Linked DNA regions of Sus scrofa: regions 1 and 2 are each linked to region 3. The links are chromatin contacts, called in public HiChIP or PLAC-seq maps. All regions are on one chromosome and are shown on one strand. Each heading gives the region's core, a stretch centred on a gene start, on an enhancer-like site or on the middle of the called end of the contact. The rest is flanking DNA. Distances are from core to core; before and after follow the strand shown.

Region 1 (3,901 bases), core at 221-2,720, 160 kb after region 3:
TTGCCCTCCTCCTTCCACCACCACCACCAAAACAAACAAACAAACAAACAAAAACCCAACTTCAAACAGTATTGCTAATGTGATCTTTCTAATATTATAGTACTCTTTTGTCTAACCCCCGCCTCCCCCAATGTCCACCAAAGTCCTTAAGTTGGTCCACAAAGCTACGCATGGCTGGACTTGCATGTGTTCATTCAGCAAATGTGTAAGACATGCCTTTAACGTGTTAGGTTTCCGTTTCCGTCTCTCCCCTCCCCCTCCTCATGCTTTTCATCATTGCTACGCCCAAACTGCTAGAGCTCCTTATACACACACCCTTTTTATTCCTGCTCTCTTTGTTGGTTTTCCTCTTCTTCTTCACTACCTTTTTCCTACCCACTCCTCAAGATTCTGGTTAAAAACCAACTTCTCCAGGCAGTCCTTGACCCCCGGATTAGATTAAGGGCTTCCCAAATACCCTGCACACATCTGTTATCTTCTGTGCAAACAATAATATGTTTGCATATGTTTGCCAGTCCATCGCCCTCTAACCTGCTTGAGAAAAAAATCATGTCTTAAGAGGCACCCTAATATAGTGATTTAAAGTCCAGACTCAAAGGAAGTTCCCATTGTGGCTCAGTGGTAATGAGCCTGAATGTTATCCATGAGGATACAGGTTCAATCTCCGGCCTTCCTCGTGGGTCAGGGATCCGGCGCTGCCATGAGCAGTGGTATAGGTTGCAGACGTGGCTTGGATCCCATGTTGCTGTGGCTGTGATGTAGGCCAGCAGCTATGGCTCTGATTCAACCCCTAGCCTGGGAACCTCCATAAGCCTCAGGTGTTGTCTTAAAAAGACAAAAAATAAAAAATTAAAATTAAAGAAATAAAGTCCAGACTCTGAAGACTTATTGCCTGAGTTTACGTCCTGGCTCTGCAACGTACGACCTAGATACTTCTGGGGAAGTGCTTAGCCTTTTGCTGCCTTCTTTCTGCATCCTTAAAGTGGGGTGGTACAGACAGGTATAAACATTACAGGTGTGTTGTGAAGATTGAGTGAATACATATAATATACTTAAAATAGTGCCCAGCACCTGAAGCAGAATAGCAAACATAAACTATTCTTATTGTTGTTAGGATGATGGTGAGTCATCTGGCACAGCACCTAATGCTCAATAAATACTTGTGGACTCAAATTCCTTCTTCTTTCTTTCTGTTTTTACTTTATGTCACAACCTTCCTTTTTTTGCCTTTGCTAATTTTCACAATTCTCTGTCGCAGGCTGTCTTTAACCTTTGAAAAGTGGAATTTCCCACCTCCAGTCCCTCTGGCCCGGGGACAGTCGAAGACCCAACGATATGCTTCATTTGCCCTGTCGGCACTGGTCACTCCCTCCTTGGCTGAGTGCAATGGTTCTTTCCCAACTCCAGCCAAAGAGAGGCAATCTCTATGGGTTGTTGTCACTTCTGCCTCCGTCCACATCGTGAGCAAAGCAGATGGGGAATTCTTCACATACCCAGAGGAGTCCCGAAGGTAAATAGTCACATCTGAATGCCTCATTGCCAACCATGATTCAAAGAAAATGTAGCAATGAAAGAGCATGTGAGTCCCTTGTCATAACAACAGAGCTCTGACTGAGGAAGGGAGTATCCCCTCACTGCTAGAACCAGCCAAGAACCAGAAATAATGAGCTTGTTTCTGAGCTATCCCTCTGGTTTCCTGAACAAAAACAAGGTGAGGTTAATCACATTTGCACCTGAATCCCCACCAATATGGCAGACCCAGTTGTCAGGGCTCCTTTTCCAACAGCTCTCTTCTGAGTTCTCCTCCTCCTCCTTCCTCTTCTCTTTCTTCTTCTTTTTAATTCCTTGCATTTCCCTGGAGTTTCCTGCACTGGCCGTCCTGACTTCACTCTAAGTTTTCAAAGGAGCACATGATCCCTTTGTTCCAGAGGGTTCTATGATTCCTTTACTTCTCTCCAGTAATAGAGAAGAAGAGGCTCTGCCCTGGTCTTTTGCCCCAAATTCCTCCTTATGCTCTGTGGGTATGACGTACTGGTGCGGGGCAGCCTTTGGGCTTGGCTGGTAGCTGAGAACCTCTGTATCATATCTTCTGTCGGATCCCAGACGGAGAAGACCTCCTGTTCTCTTGGGGTTCCTGGTGTGAAGCATCCGAAAGCCCGGTGTACTCTGGAAAAAAATGCCCTCCACTCCTTTCTTGGCACCTTAGAAAGTATGTTAAAAATACATTTACGGAGTTCCCGTCATGGCACAGTGGTTAATGAATCCGACTAGGAACCATGAGGTTGCAGGTTCGGTCCCTGCCCTTGCTCAGTGGGTTGACGATCCGGCTGTACCGTGAGCTGTGGTGTAGGGTGCAGACGTGGCTCGGATCCCATGTTGCTGTGGCTCTGGCGTAGGCCGGCAGCTACAGCTCCATTTCGACCCCTAGCCTGGGAATCTCTATATGCCACGGGAGCGGCCCTAGAAATGGCAAAAAGACAAAAAATAAATAAATAAATAAATAATACATTTACGTATATTTACAGGTGAATATTTACATATATTACATATTTTTATTTCTATAAAAAATCATACAGTAAAATAAAAACACCCCCCAAACCACAGCCACCTATCTCAAAACAAAAGCAAACACACACAGTAACCATCCCTTCCCCTCACCACACTGAAGGGGTGATTTCACACCTACTCAGCCAGGAACAGCCTGGGGTTACTTTAGGGCAGTGCTTCTCAGTGGGGACATGGCAGGAAGTTGAGCTTTCTGAGTCCCTGCCTCCTAAGGGCCACTCAGGCTCCCCTCTTCTTCTCCCCTCCCCCAGATGTGGAAACAGCCCGATTGGACTCCGCCAGTTTCCAAAAGCTCTCCCTCATCCCAGGGAGAACATCACATCTCCATCAAACACCCAGCCGAGTAATCTTCCCTCAGGAAAGCAAGCAAACAAAAACTTCCTATTAAATTCCCATGTGCCTTGAAGACTTCTCAGCATGTCCTTTAGGTAGGCATTTATGGTAGACAACCGTTCTACTGGGCACTGGCTGGTCGAGCAAGGTGACCCTGCCCGAGGACCACCTGCTCCTGCCCTTAGCTAAGTCACCCATCCCAAGTCACTCCAAACTTGTCCAATCAGCTGCTCTCCTCCCGGAACTGATCACTCAGAGCTTGACATTGTCCCATGAATGGCAGGTCCTCCTGCTGGGGATGCTGAATTGTCACAGTCCTTGCCCTTCCCAAGTTGTGTTCACTCTCCATGGCATTGGATTGATTGCTTCAAAACCCTTCCCTGCAATGATTTTTTCTTACGTCAACCGCAATTGGGTTTTTCCAGCAGCCAAAAATTCTTAGCTAATTTATGATTTTAATCCCCCATTTTGCTGTTGTGGTCAGGTGGTAGCTGAGGGCGCCTCTCACCCTGAGGCAAAAACCGGCAGTGGGCTGAGATGTTCCCAAGTGAGATGACCAAGCACTGACCCCTCCCTCAGTAGCATCCATGGCCGCCATGCTGGGCAGGGATAAGAATGGCCAGGCCGTGGCCCTTCTTCATCTCTGGAAAAGTCCACTCTGACTTTGAGCCAGAAAAAAAATCGCCTATGCTCATGAATTGGCAAAGGACACCTCTTGCATCAGGGACAAGCTTCTCAGGGGGCCTTTTGGACAACGTCCCCCAAAGCTCCCTGCATCTTTGTGTCTTTCTGTCATCTGTGCGGCCCACACAAACACTGTCCAGGCCTCAAAGATATGATGATTAGCTGGTTCTTTTTTAGTTCATTAGCCCTTCTGATATATTAGTAGATTATCAAAAGCCGTTTCAGTATGTCATAAAATCTGTTTGGTATTAACGTGATACATGATGTGTTTTGCTCCATCCAGCTAAATAGTTTCCTTCAAATCTGGACCAGATGAGCA
Region 2 (4,284 bases), core at 930-3,429, 200 kb after region 3:
CTTTTTTTTTTTTTAATTATTTTTAGGGCCACATCCTCGGCATATGGAAGTTCCCAGGCTAGGGGTCTAATTGGAGCTACAGCTGTCTGTCTATGCCACAGCCACAACAACACAGGATCCGAGCTGTGTCTGCGACCTACACTGTAGCTCACGGCAATGCCCAACCCATTGAGGGAGGCCAGGGATCGGACCTACATCCTCATGAATACTTGCTGGATTCATTTTTCACTGCATCACAATGGGAACTCCCAAGTTTGGGCAGTTAGGAATAAAGCTGCTATAAACACGTGCACAGGTTTTTGTGTGGACGTAAGTTTTCCCCTCCCTTAGGGAAACGCCAAGGAGCACAACTGCTGGATTGTGTGATAAGAGTGTGTTTCACATCGTAAGAAACTGCCCAGTTCTCTGCCAAAGTGGCTGTACCGTTTTGCATTCCCACCAGCAAAGGTTGGGAGTTTGCTCCATTGCTCCACAGCCTCGCCAGCATTTGGTGTCAGTGTTTTGGATGTTGGTGGTTCTAATAGGTGTGCAATGACAATGTTTTAACTTGCATTTCCCAGATAATGACATGGTGTGCTGTGGAGCATCTCTTCATATGCTTGATTGCCATCTTCATATCTTCTTTGGTAAAGTGTCTCTGAAGGTCTTGAATCCATTTTTTGATGGGGTTGTTTTCTTATTTTCGAGTTCTAAGTGTTCTTTGTAAATTTTGCATTGCAGTCCTTTTCACGATGCCCTTTTGCAAGCATTTTCTTATTTTTATTTTTTTGTCTTTTTAGGGCCACGCCCATGGCATATGGAGGTTCGCAGGCTAGGGGTTGAAATGGAGCTGCAGCTGCCGGCCTATGCCACAGCCACAGCAAAGCCAGACCTGAGCCACCTCTGCGACCTACACCACAGCTCACGGCAACGCCAGATCCTGAACCCCCTGAGTGAGGCCACGGATCGAACCTGAGTCCTCATGGATACTAGTTAGATTTGTTTCCACTGAGCCACGATGGAAACTGCTTTTGCAAGTATTCTCTCCCAGTCTGTGATTTGTCTTCTCATTCTGTGTCTTTCATAGAATAGTTTTTAAATTTAATGGAGTTCAGCTTATCAATTATTTCTTTCAGGAGCATCCCTTTGGTCTTGCATCTAAAAAGCCATCACTATGCATTTGGCTTTACATTTTAAAAGGTATTTATAAAAACCACAAGAGAAATGTGAAGTTGGGGCTGCCCTGGACAGTCTGAGAAGTGCATGGGACAGGTGCCTATTGATCTCATCAGCATCGTTCTGCAACTTCCCAGGAGCCCTGATTCCCGTTGGTGGGCCCTGTATCTCCATGGAAGTTACACCACCCAGCTTTAGGAAGAGAACACGTGATCTAGCCAATCAATGAGCCCAGGCCTTGGCCACTGTGATTGGTTCCACTTTGGGCAAATGACCAAAGCCAGTGCAAGCAAAATGAAGTTCAGGGCTCTGATTTAGAAACTGGGGACAAAGGCATTCTCTTTTGCTCAGAGGCAGTATGGCTTATCTGTATGGGGAATGGAGTTGCTACAGCCACTTTTGCTACCTGGAAGATAGCCATGCTCAAAACAACCCACATCCAGAAGAGATCAGCACCGGGAAAATGTTAGAAAACAGAAAGGAGCCCTAATAAGATTCAGATCCCCTGGAACGAATTGTGCCTGGAGACTGTTCTCAGTCTGGACTTTGGGGTTACATGATCCAATAAATTTACTCTATCAGTTGGGGTCTAGTCAGGAAAAGAGAAACCACACCAGATATTTCAAAACACAGGGAGTTAATAAAAGAATTTGTTACACAAGGGAGAGATCAAAAAGAGGATGCTGAGGTAACTCAGAGATTAATAACTCCTGAGGTCAGCAGAAGAGGGGGTAGAGGGTAGTTCAGAGCTTGGGGCCTTGGAGGGGGTCTCATGAGACTGGTGCTGGGCTCGTGGAGGGGAATCTGCCCTGCTCACATTCAGACCCTTGAAGTTCTCAGATCACTGAGGAGGGGGAGAGACTTGATAGGTGCTTACATCCGCAAGGAGGTACCAGGGGTTGGTCTGATGCCCCAGAGCACACGGGCCGGGAGATGAGGAAGCCCCTCCCAAGGGGCCATGGCTGGTGGTCAGCTCCAGTCCCTCTGCAGGACGTGGTGAGGAGGCTCTGGGAGCAGCAAAAGGAGCTGGGAAGTGGAGCCCACTGTCTACTCTTGCTGGAGAGACACTACCAGGAACTGAAAGAAAGAAATGAAGCCCTTCTCCTTTTCTCCCACCTCCCGGTGTCCCTCTGGTGCCCCCTGTTGGCGGAATCTCATAGACAGTCTGTGAAAAGGGGGTGCCGGGGACCAGACCAGCATCACAGAGTGAAAAGGGTGAGCTGAAGGATGAGAGGAGAAAGGTAAAAAGCAGGCACAATGGTATAGCCAATTCGAATGGGGCTTTCTGCTGGTTGCAATCCTATTGATAAACCTGATTATCATAACCACTATAATTATAGTCTTATCCCATACTTCCCTGGGCTATAATCTGGAAATCATTTTGGTAATCCTAATTCTATGGCTTACTCTGTTGATTGCTGATGTGTTCCTGTCCATTCTCTCTGATGAGACGACCAAGCATGGGGAGGCCAGATACCAGGTTCACTCCAAGCTGCCCACTTCTCTTTCGGAAAAGCACATGGTAGATGGAAACTTCGAATCTAAGTATGTGTTTTTTGTTTTGTTTTATTTTGTGTTTGGCTGCACTTATGGCATGCAGAAATTCCCAGGCCAGGGATCTAACCCTCCCCACAGCAGGGACAATGTCGGATCCTTAATTGGCTGAGACACTAGGAAACTCCAGTGGATGGAAAATTGGAGATCCATTGCAAGAAGAAACTCTGAGGCTTCTTTGGGGGTTGGGAATTGGACTGGGGTGTATTTTGCCTGCAAGATACAGACCCCACCACCACCACCAAGTGATTCAACCATGAGAAAATCTATCATCTCCCATAGCGGGAACTCCAGGGAGGCAGCTTCGAGGAGGGTTAATTCATCAGCTCAACAATATCATCAAGAATACACGTTCTTTTCATCTTTCCTCTCTTGATCCTCATACTTGGTTCTTTGGCTAATGTCCCAACATGGTTATAACAGCCGCCTCGATTCCAACCATGTTATCCGGATAATGTCCAGTAGAAGAAGAGCTCCGTCTTTGTGCGCGTGTCTCTTGCATAGCAAGGGAGCCTTTGCCGGAAGCCTCCAACTGGATTTCCTGTCATGTCACAGGGTAGAACCAGGTCATGTGACCACACCTGAACTTATGACCAGCAAGGGGGCGAGGAACCCCGTGGTCGGTTCAGACCAACTAAAGTTCATTCTGGATCTGGGCTTTGGTATCTGTATCAGTCAGGATTTAACCCAGAACCACTAGAACCACTTTTCAAGGGTCCCACATCCATGTGGAATTGGATTTGCGGTCGGAATGGGACTTCTGCCACAGAGAAAGCATCAACCCATCTCTGCAGGACTGCGGTCCTCGCATGTGATGCTGCAGCTTCAAGGTCCGCAGTGCAGGAGGTGGGTGAGAGAAGATGGATGCAATGTGGGAAAAAGCAAGGACAAGCTGGACACCACAGGGATGGACGGAAACACATGCCATGGGTTCTCATGACCCTTGACCTTGATGTCCTATGAGAGAAGCAGGGCCCTTTGTGGCTGGCCTTGGAGAAGCCAAAGGAGGAGCGAGGCAAAGGTGAGGCAGCTTCGGGCCTGGCCACTACTCCCTGACAATGAGGTGAGTCTGATGCCCTCCCCTCTCCCCTGCCAACCTGCTGGGCTTGCCATCTGCCTCCAAATCCCAGGCAAAGATGTCTCTCAAGGCCCAGCTGGAAAGGGATTTAGGAAAGTTAACTTCAGGGTAGCCCAGCTGACCCACTATAAACACCAGGGTAACTGCCATTGAGGGACGGATCTTAAACAAAACTAGTATGTTTTTTTGTGGTTGTTTGTTTTGTTTTGTTGTTTCTTGTCTTTTTAGGGCTGCACCTGCGGCATATGGAAGTTCCCAGGCTAGAAGTCGAATAGGAGCGACAGCTGCCGGCCTATACTACAGCCACAGCAACGCCAGATCTGAGCCGCATCTGCGACCTACGCCACAGTTCATGGCAACGCTGGAGCCTTAACCCACTGAGTGAGGCCAGGGATCGAACCTGCGTCCTCATGGATCCTAGTCAGATTCATTTCCACTGAGCCACGACGGGAACTCCTCACACTGGGATGTTATAAGCAAAGAAGATGAGAGAAGAG
Region 3 (4,274 bases), core at 1,548-4,047:
AGGAATTCCATAAATGTTGGATTTTTCACGAGTGCTACAGTTACAGAGAGGGAGCCGAGCCCGATTTTCACAAGTTGGCTCTTTTACTTATAGAAAATGACATGGCCCAATGATTTCGTTCCAGCCAAGACAGAATACCATCTAGCCAAGCGGAGACAAAATAATTTCAACACCAATTTCACAGGTTGAAGAAGGAAGATATTATTTGACTGTGCCCTTGCTGCAAGGGACAGGGAGATTTCTTTGCTAAATAGCCTTTCTCCAAAGATACAGGGACACTAACCTTAAAACCTGAGGTTTGCCTGTGCAAAGTGTTTCCTTTTTTTGTTTGTTTTTGTTTTTGCTTTTTAGGGCTGCACCTGTGGCATATGGAGGTCCCCAGGCTAGGGGGTCTAATCGGAGCTATAGCTGCCAGCCTACACCACAGCCACAGCAACACCAGATCCTTAACCCACTGAGCAAGGACAGGGGTCGAACCCTCAACCTCATCGTATCTAGTCAGATTCGTTTCCACTGCGCCACGGTGGGAAAACTGCAAAGTGTTTTCTTAACACAGTATATGCTCAATTAAACATCAAAGCATCAAAGCCACTAGTGTAGGTCTGATGTCTTGGTGAAGTAAAGACTTGTTTGTACTTTTCTCTCATTTAAATGATTGAAAGGGTTTCACATACAGCATTTAACTAGCAAACCCAGGAAAATGGAAAAGTCCTCAGCAGTGACAGCATTGCAGTATGTTAAACAACAAAGCGTGTGCAAGCCTGGAGCCCAAGGCCACTGCAGATTTTCCATAGATTGCATTTTAATTGACTTCTGCGGATTCACCACAACATGCCACACACACCCTCATATCCAGCCTACCTCACCCAAATAAGAACCCTGAGCCTGAAGACTTCATCTGGCATGCTACAATTTCTAAAGCTTTGTTTTAGGCACCTTAAGGAGAGAGACTTTAAAAGTGAACACTTTCAACTCCTCCACAGCTTCAAAGTTAGCATGTCACTTTTCGTCTCTCTCTCTTTCGCCATTAAAACTATGTGGTTTGGAAAAGAGGTGACAATTGTGACTTGTCAAGACACCTTCTGCCCTGGTGGTTTTTCTTCGGGCCACTGACTTGACATGTTACTTAACCACACAGCGAGTCATGTAGTCTCCCCGGCTTTTAATTTCTTCTTCCGGAGTTATTAATTCCAGTTCCCTTCCTACCGCACCAGTAAGTAAATAAAAAATGCCAGGTCCCACCTTTTTATTTTCTTTATAGGGAAACAGGGACACACAGAGATTCAGAGCCTTGCCTTAAGTTACCAAGGTGGGCTGTGAAGCCAGTTTTGGTGTATTTTACTGAATCGGCTTAGGATGCCAAATTACCAGCTTTTGTCCCCAATAGGCGTCAGGGAGTCAAGGGCAGTCCAGGGAAAGAGCACCCTGTAGAGGCAGACACCCTGCCACTTTCTTTCGGTGTCATCTTGAGTAAGCACAGATGCTTTCTATGCCTCCACTTCTTCATTTTTGCCATAGCAACCATGACATCTAATCAGTAGTAGTTTTGGTAAACATTAAATGACAAAGCAGGGAGTTCCCGTTGTGGCTGAGCAGGTTAAGAACCCAGCTAGTATCCATGAGGGTGCTGGTTCGATTCCTGGCCTCACTCAGTGGGTTAAGGATCCAGCATTGCTGCAAACTGCACCATAGGTCACAGATGCATCTTGAATCTGGTGCTGCTGTGGCTGTGGTGTGAGCTGGCAGCTGCAGCTCCAATTCAACCCCTAGCCTGGGAACTTCCATATGCTGCGGGTGGGGCGCTAAAAAGGAAATAAATAAGCAAATAAATGACAAAGCAGCCCACTTTCCACTTAAATGCTGTCCCATCCTTGCCCTCCTGCCTGGGTATTTTAGATTCTCCGTGATCCAAAATTCTCTCTTCCCATACCTTCTTTTGGATTTCAGCAATTCCGCAAATTCACTAACTATTAAACAAATACGAATCGAGCACCTACTCTGTCCCAGGCGCTGTTCTAGGTGCCAGGGGCATAGCAGTGAACAAAGCAGCCCAAGTTCCTGTGCCCTGCAGTTTCCACCCCAGAGGTCGGGGGCATGTGGGTGGGTGGAACAGGTGACAGAAGATAGAACCAAATAAAAGAAATAAAGTGGAACGCATGGACCAAGCATTAGGAAGTGACAAACGTTACAGAGGAGAATGAAGCAGAGAAAAGGGTAACATAGGATTCCTCAGGATGGGGGCTCTGCCTGCGGTCAGGAAAGGCCACACCTGAGCCCAAATCTGTAGACGGAGGGAGCGAATCAAAGCTAAACTCTTTCCCCTTAAACCAGAGATGACACAGATACCACCAGGAGGAGCAAACATGGGACTAAACAGATTCCCAGGAAGGCACCAGTGAAGATAATGAGTCTTTGTTTTTTTTTTGCTTTTTAGGGCTGCACCCTCGACATATGGAGGTTCCCAGGCTAGGGGTCGAATTGGAGCTAGAGCTGCCGGCTTATACCAGAAACGCAGCAACGAGGGATCCAAGCTGCATTTGCGACTTAACACCACAGCTCACAGCAACGCCAGATCCTTAACCCCCTGAGCGAGGCCAGGGATCAAACCTGCAACCTCATGGTTCCTAGTCAGATTCATTTCTGCTGCACCATGATAGGATCTCCGGAGATAACTGAGTCTTGACCATTCTACAACTTTGAAGAAGAGGGAAGAACATTTGGAGTCCTGAGTGCTGCAAGTGGCACGGGGGAAGACTGGTCACCACTGATAAGAACGACAGCTCACTTCCCCTTGTCTCCCTGAATGCTGACGAGGGGACAGGGGCAGCTGTGTGACCAGCGTCCTGGCCCAGGTCTTCTAGGCTCTTCTGAAGGAGGGTACACATCTTTGCGTAAAAATGGTCCATGAAGTGATTCTTCCCTGGTCTTGTAATGTATGCCTGCCTTCTCTTAGATTCCAGAACAGCCTTTGGAATCTGCAGCCCTCTCTGCTGGCAGCCTCTTTCAGCCAGCAAGTGCGGAAAGGACCTTCACCCTTGCTTCCTGCCATGGCCAGGAGGCCAGGGCAGGCATTTCACCCACCCTGGAGGTTGCCAGCCAGCCAGCTGTGGAAAACAGGGAGCTTGGAAAAAAAGTCATTTGAATTTTATAAAGTGGTAACTACTATGGGGCTTTATGCAATTAAACCTAAATGCCATTTTCCTGCTAAAGCTCTGGGGGTGAGGTAACAGTTCTCTTTAATGTCAACTCAGGAAGTTTTACCCAAGAAAAGGAGGTGGGGGGGGGGAAGCTGTTTGCCAAATCAGGAAATGTGAATTAACTGACAAGGAGCTGCAAAAAAGAGACAGGCCACCGACCAGAAGGGAAGTGGGGACAGCAATAGGTCGTCATACAAATGAGTGACCTGGGGAAACGCAAGTCCGTTTTCACGGCCAGTCAATTCTGCTGGGCGAACCTTCCTTTTTATTGTGGGTTGCTCTGAAAAACTTGGAGGCAGAGGAAACCCCAAACTTAATGCCATCTTCTTGGAAGGAAAACCGAAGGTATTAACAGGACTCCAGCCTCAGTAATGTCAACATTCACCTTGGGCATGGAAACCCTGGCGCGCTGAGCTCGCCCCAAGCTCCTTGTTTCACAGCACACATCTCACCACCACTTGCCGCGCAAGGTACGATTTTAAACAACGAATACATTATGTCCATCAAATAGGACTTTCCTCCACCCCACTACTCCCCACCCCCCTGCCACGTATTAGACCTACCTCATGGTTTCAAACAGGGTTGGCACGCCCTGAGGACAGAGAGAAGAAAGCCCTGTTTTCAAGCAGGTGTTCAGGCCCCAAGAAGAATGAATCACTTTGGAAAAAATGAAGGCAAAATGCAAGTTCATCTGTTCACCAAATCTCTAGTGAGTTTTAGAAAACAGAATTAACCTTTTCTTTTTCTCTCGCCTGCAAGTGTCTCTGGGTTTTATCTAGAAACAGAAACCAAAGGTTTGTGGTACGAGGGTACTTGTCCAAAGAGTTTGTGCCCGAACCCGCTTTTTCCTGCTATCTAATTTTCAGATTCAGTCTTAGTTAGGGCGGCCCAAGACCAGAGGCATTTTAAGGGATGAGGCCAGTGGCCCCAGGCACGGGCCCTGCAGAGATCTGGAATCTAGCGCAAACGGGTGTGCCCATTGCATGTCTCTGCGCGCGCGCGCGTGTTTGCGTGTGTGTATATGTGTGTGTGCATGACACCGGGCTGAACGAATGAAAGGACATCATAGTTTATATG

The links. HiChIP or PLAC-seq counts read pairs in DNA pulled down with a chosen protein or histone mark.
Region 1: an H3K27ac HiChIP or PLAC-seq map of alveolar macrophages shows a contact between it and region 3. The contact joins two enhancer-like sites. A contact is called at or near these places in 2 of 2 datasets of contacts at active chromatin or transcription factors (alveolar macrophages and skeletal muscle).
Region 2: an H3K27ac HiChIP or PLAC-seq map of alveolar macrophages shows a contact between it and region 3. The contact joins two enhancer-like sites. A contact is called at or near these places in 1 of 47 Hi-C or Micro-C datasets (embryonic fibroblasts) and 1 of 2 datasets of contacts at active chromatin or transcription factors (alveolar macrophages).

The regions. Positions count from the first base shown.
Region 1 is chr8:19,857,395-19,861,295 of Sscrofa11.1, reverse strand. No RefSeq gene overlaps it. Among named protein-coding and RNA genes, the nearest start is that of RBPJ, 74 kb to the left of the region's middle. Within about 2 kb of position 1,470, at least 7 of the 83 cell types and tissues checked have an H3K27ac peak or open chromatin away from gene starts, as enhancers often do. A contact at or near this core is called in alveolar macrophages, where this site is marked.
Region 2 is chr8:19,821,971-19,826,254 of Sscrofa11.1, reverse strand. No RefSeq gene overlaps it. Among named protein-coding and RNA genes, the nearest start is that of RBPJ, 110 kb to the left of the region's middle. Within about 2 kb of position 2,179, at least 12 of the 83 cell types and tissues checked have an H3K27ac peak or open chromatin away from gene starts, as enhancers often do. A contact at or near this core is called in alveolar macrophages, where this site is marked.
Region 3 is chr8:20,019,969-20,024,242 of Sscrofa11.1, reverse strand. All of the region lies in intron 1 of RBPJ (recombining binding protein suppressor of hairless), which reads right to left. Among named protein-coding and RNA genes, the nearest start is that of RBPJ, 89 kb to the right of the region's middle. Within about 2 kb of position 2,797, at least 5 of the 83 cell types and tissues checked have an H3K27ac peak or open chromatin away from gene starts, as enhancers often do. A contact at or near this core is called in alveolar macrophages, where this site is marked.